Regions from separate parts of the Bombyx mori genome. Here region 1 is linked to region 2. Evidence: chromatin contacts called from public Hi-C data. All regions are on one chromosome and are shown on one strand. Each heading gives the region's core, a stretch centred on a gene start, on an enhancer-like site or on the middle of the called end of the contact. The rest is flanking DNA. Distances are from core to core; before and after follow the strand shown.

What was found. Hi-C and Micro-C count contacts between places; a contact is called where the count stands out from the background.
Region 1: a contact with region 2 is called in a Hi-C map of midgut, with 1.8 times the contacts expected there. The contact joins two enhancer-like sites. A contact is called at or near these places in 3 of 7 Hi-C or Micro-C datasets (midgut and whole pupa).

The regions. Positions count from the first base shown.
Region 1 is chr2:5,804,503-5,807,252 of ASM3026992v2, forward strand. It overlaps LOC101737886 (dymeclin), which reads right to left. Exons shown (of 17, transcript XM_004933247.5): 17 at 1,926-2,750. All of the region lies in intron 3 of LOC134200481 (a long non-coding RNA gene), which reads left to right. Among protein-coding and RNA genes, the nearest start is that of LOC101737750, 12 kb to the left of the region's middle. Within about 2 kb of position 1,324, at least 8 of the 8 cell types and tissues checked have open chromatin away from gene starts, as enhancers often do.
Region 2 is chr2:5,755,292-5,758,188 of ASM3026992v2, forward strand. All of the region lies in intron 3 of LOC101737750, which reads right to left. All of the region lies in intron 3 of LOC134200481 (a long non-coding RNA gene), which reads left to right. Among protein-coding and RNA genes, the nearest start is that of LOC134200515, 3.8 kb to the right of the region's middle. Within about 2 kb of position 1,545, at least 7 of the 8 cell types and tissues checked have open chromatin away from gene starts, as enhancers often do.

The DNA.
Region 1 (2,750 bases), core at 74-2,573, 49 kb after region 2:
GGGACTTCAGTGGAACACTTACCATGATATGGGTGCCACTATCCTCGTTATTGTTTATTTGAAGGTCAAGATAGCATTATTAAATTACTATCAAATCAAAACTCTTGTCTCCAATTTTTATTTACAGGCTGTATTTTATCTGTACCTTTATATTGTACTTGTGTATTTTATGGTCAATAAATAATTTCTATTTAGAATGAAATTATGCAAACATATATGATATCCTTGAACAAATTTCATATAGACAATTAAGACTACTAAGGGTAAATCTTTTTGTTATTATTCTGAAGTTATGAGCATTTTACAGGACTACTTATCTCACTGACTGAAAATTTTATAAATATCGTCACCTTCTAGTTTCAGTGTTCTTTTAAGTATTATTTTATATTATTACTATATTATCATACTATTAAGCATATTAACTCATAATATATTGAGCAACATACAGCAACATTCTAGATTACAGTGACATCCTAGTTTTTTTTTTAATAGCTATAGTTTTCCAAGTAAACAAGTTATATTAGCAATAATTGTTTATAAAATGTTTTCTGTCAGCTTTAATCAAATTGTCAACAATCCTATAATAATTTTAAAATTTTAATTTTTTTTTTAATTCTATGGCAGTTAGATTTTAAGAGAAATTTAAGATTTTCAATGAACTAATGCTTTGTTAGCGTATTGGTAAAACAAACCATTTTAAGACACCACACTGGTGACTAATAGTTATTATTTATTTAGTCTCTTAGCATTATGCAACAATAAATATACACTTGTATGTGCAGTAATATTTTATATTCATACAAAAGTATAACTATTATAATTTTAATACACTTATGAATACACAAATTCGGAATTTTCGCATGGATAATACAATATCCCTTTTAAAAAGTTTTTATATGAGATTTTGCAGTCTATTTTTTTTTTGCAAGCACAAGTTTCAAGTAATAAAAACGCAAAGAAGATAATAACAAAACGAGATATAAGCTTTACGAAATATGAAAGCACACCGGACAAATTATACGTTTCTACTTGAGACAGAATATACTTAGCAAAATATTTAAATTTTAATCGAAGGATTTTTTTTATTCGGACACTTACCAGACAAGCGTAGGTTTTAGTCCGTCACGGCACCATGAGCAAAGGTAAGAATAGCGCACAATGTTAAATTATAAAGTTCAGTAAATTTGCAGTCTTAGCGTAAAATTCAAATCTTATTAAATTGAATTATTAACCGCTCAACAATTTAATTGTTTACGCACACCCGATCACAATACATCACATCACACTACACTTGTCAATTGTTGTCATTGCGTTCTGTTAATCTGTGACTTGTGATCTGTGGTTGTCATCTCACAAGATCTTTACTCATCTTGTCATTGTCCCCTTTGCGGATTTCAAAGACTACACTTTAACTGTAAACGTCGAATCACCAAGTTAATCAAAATCTTGGGAACCGTGAAGAGCGATACTGTGTGAATTCTTTTATTAAGCCTTATTAATTCATTTTCTTGTTTGTTTCTTCACGCTTGAACATATAGCAAGGCAACAATTACCGTCAACTTTTTGACAACCTAAATAAATGTTTAGGAGTAAATAGTATGTAGTAAGAGAACATTTTCTCAGTTGTTCCTAAAATTCTAAATTGTCACCATTATCTTGCGAGGATTTTTGGGAGTAAATGAAACCCTAAAAAGTCGAGTTGCCACTAGCCGTGTTCACATTTCAAGAGGTAGGCTTATAATTTTTGGAGGGAGGTGAAGAATATTGGTTTCTTTTCAACATGTATGGACAGAATTTCGATTATTTGATACCAGATGAGCTCTACAAGATCGTTTGTTCATCCACTTTAAGAAAACATTATTTAACTGTTTAAAACGAAACGCTTATAACTAAGGTATGTTTGCTTGTATGTAGTAAAAGTCCAATTTAAATATCATATTAAATATAATTTATTTATAATTGTACATTTTATTATTGCTTTATAATAAGAATTAATAATATAAACTGAAATATTGTTTTTAACTAATCTAAAGGGAAGTGCTTAGGAATGACAAGAAATACAGTTATATTAAAATAGTCATCATATTACCATGTCATGGCCATTTTATTGAACGTTATTAATTTTTTAAAGTTAACGTTATTAACTTTAACGACTTTCACGTGTGACAATGTCCAAGACGTGTTTCAGTGTGTTAACTTCATCACCAAAATTACCTCCGCTTATATTTAAGTCCATACACGCATCTATTGTGGGATGTTATTCATGACCAGTGTGATTAGTGCGAGTTTTTTAACGTTCTCGATGGCGTAAAAGTTAGCTTATATCTTATTATTATATATCTTTAAACGAGCAATTCTTGTATATAAATATATGTGTATAATCTGAATCTCGGAAACGGCTCAAACGATTTTCATAAAATTTAGTATACAGGGGATTTCGGGGGCGATAAATCGATCTAGCTACGATTTATTAAAGTGTTGTTTTATTCGTGTTTTCAATAATCAACTTTATCGATAATTTTGATTTTTTCTTTAATTAACCAGTTAAATTTTTGACGTGGCAACGTCTTATAATTCGATCGAGCTGGCTGCACGCACGAAAAAACATGACTCATGCGGCGTTACCTCGCTCTGAGGCGTTCCATTTAAGGCTTGAAGTGCAAGCGAGAGCGCGCAACGAGCGACAAAGAGGCACAATCGGACTCCGCGTTCGGCAGCGTTTGACATCTGTCTCTCTCCTACTTGAGTGA
Region 2 (2,897 bases), core at 295-2,794:
ACAATTGGTAGTCATATCATGGAGGTGATTCAAAAAAAGGGGCCCACTGAGTTTCTCGCCAGATCTTCTCAGTGGGCCACATTTCCGATTCAGTGGTAAATTCTGTGAAGCACGGCTATTGCTAGGGTTCGTGGTTGAAACAACGTCAGGTTTGAGCCACGCCAGCTCACCTACTAGTTCGGTGAATCTAGAATAACCCCTCAAGGTTACTAGAATCGGTAGGAAAAACAAGTAAATACTTATAATTATTTTCACACCATCCATCAGTAATAATACCTTGCTATCTCAGCTAGATACCTTTATATCTTGAGTAATGGTTTACAACTCTAATCTAGTACTCTCTAAACCGTAAATGGAGTCTATAGGACCATTACCAATATAAATGCTGCCTGCTATCTTAAGTTAAATCAGAAAATTAACTGCTTTACAGCCAAAATAGGCAGGATGGTGTAACCTAACAATTTCCTTAAAAACACTAAAGCATTGAAACTTTAACTTGTTATTAAAAAGTTGTTACTTTTTATTTTTCTGATAAACTATGTACAAACTTAATTATGTTTCCTACAGGAAGTCAAATATCAATGTGGCCTTGTAAATTACAATAATTTCTAGATTTACCTGAAGACCTTAGGCAGTAATTTATATAGCTATTGACTGGGAGATATCCTGGTGCTATTGATTGAGAGCTATAATTGATATGCAGTTTGGACCCAAGGTATAGCTGTAGCTATCTCCCCTGTTGTCCTTATTTAACGGCCATGTATATCCACTTACTTCTCAAGAGTATTAGTGGTATAACATGTTGAGATCTCACAATGTTTGGTATAATTTTTCTGCTTACTTCTTATAAGCAATTATGCATCATAGTTTCAAGAGTAAGATAGCCACCATAATTGAGACATTCCTTTCAGAGTACCGTTGAACACTGATATTGCCTTTAATCTCGACGAACCACTTATAGGCGGTATTCTTGTGTGGCCATCAACACAAACAAAATCCCTTTTATATTAAATTTTAACGTAATTTTGAAGCTACGAAAAATTTTTGTTCTAACATTCTACTACTTCGAGTATGTACTAATTTCGAAATTCAAATAAATATCGAAAAACGAAAACAGAGAATCGGTTTTATTTATACTTTAAAGATTTAGTCGAATGCTATGCTGTACAGAATTAAACAGGTTTTCCGGTGACTATATTATAATTAGATTACTCATTTTTCGTTTACAATGAACAGATTAAAACGCTGAATCATCGATAACTCACTTAGAGCTTTATAGAAATCTTCGAGTTGTTGACTAGCGACCTTTCAAAGAAACTTTACAATCTTTCGGATAAACTTTTCAAAGGGTTCAAAACAGAAGAAAGACGTTCACCTACCAAAACGAATTAGTGGAAAAAATAATACTTGTAACTTTAAATAAATAAAATTTCATCTGACTTACATAAAACATTTAAACACTTTACAAGATTTTTAGGATAACAAAATACGAAACACAATCACATTAATTCACAAAACCCAGAAACGTCAAACTTTTTATTTATGACAATTGACAGTTCCGAAGACGAGCCGAGGTATACAGCCAGTACGTGCGTTCCGTTTCACAGTCCACTCGCGAAGGAACTTTTAAAAATTATTTACATTGAAGGATTTAAATAAAATTATCTAACATCTAGATCGAAGTTGTTTAATCTACGAACGTTTTGACGACAATGAACACGCAATGCAATCAACGCGTAGGTGGAAACAAGGTTGAAGCATATATTATCTGTACATGCATGCAAATTTTCTTGTTTTTGTTTGATTTTGTATTGCAAAACGCATTGTTAGCAGTTTCTATGCGCGACCTACATTATTTATGTAAGATCTGCAATTCACAGTATGTTGAATCTGTGTCAGATAGAAAATTTTGCGTAACACCGGTCGGCTGCCAATTGTTTGAGACAACATTTTGTTAACGTGTTAATTTTTTATTTACATTCACTTTACTATACACTATACCATGCTATCTTTGTGTCACTTCAAATTCAAATTTACGTGTAACTATGATGTGTTTTTAACACCATTGTATGTTTTCTTCTTTTCCAATTGATTTTAAAATTTATTTTACACTCCAAACGATTTTATTTAGCTTCTGTTTAAAATTACGTTCCATTTACCGTGCCACATCAACATGTTTTAGTTCGATACCGAATATCCGAGAGCCGTAAGTACATCTTTGGACTTTGAAGGCTAAAAATAAGTCGACATCGTCCAAAGATTAACAGGCAAAAGGCGTGGAAACGTATAATTTAGTTAAAGCAATTAACTTGACATCGAACAGAAGAGTATTCTTGTACAAATGATCAGTATTTTCGATATTGAATACCAAAAATACATTTAAATAAAAAACCGGTTTTGCATTAAACTATAATTCAACTAGTCAGCACGTATCGTCTGGAAGAACATATTTTCACTTCCTTATTGTTGGCTTCCCAAATACTCGGGGTTATTGCGTTATTATTTTCATTTGCAACATTAATTATTGGTAACACCGCTGACGTCCGTAAGCGATGGCGACTATGAAGCGGTCTGGTCGACTGCCTTTAACAGCAATTCAAGTAAACACAGCACGTGTTTTCCATACACTTTATGTGTACATAGATTTACACTATACACCTATTAGACATTCGTACGATATTGTCACGTGTAGTTTACAGCAGTTCTCGTATTAAACTGTGCTATTGCGCCAGACCCCGTAGCGCGGGTAGGTGGAATAACCCCTTAGGCTACCGGCAAATAGGTGGAGAGAAAAAAAACACCACAAAAGATTCTTTCGATAGATTTACCTTATTTCGAATTCTCTTAAGTTATTAATGATTAGTATTGGATAATAATTTTCTTTAGTGGTAATGTGT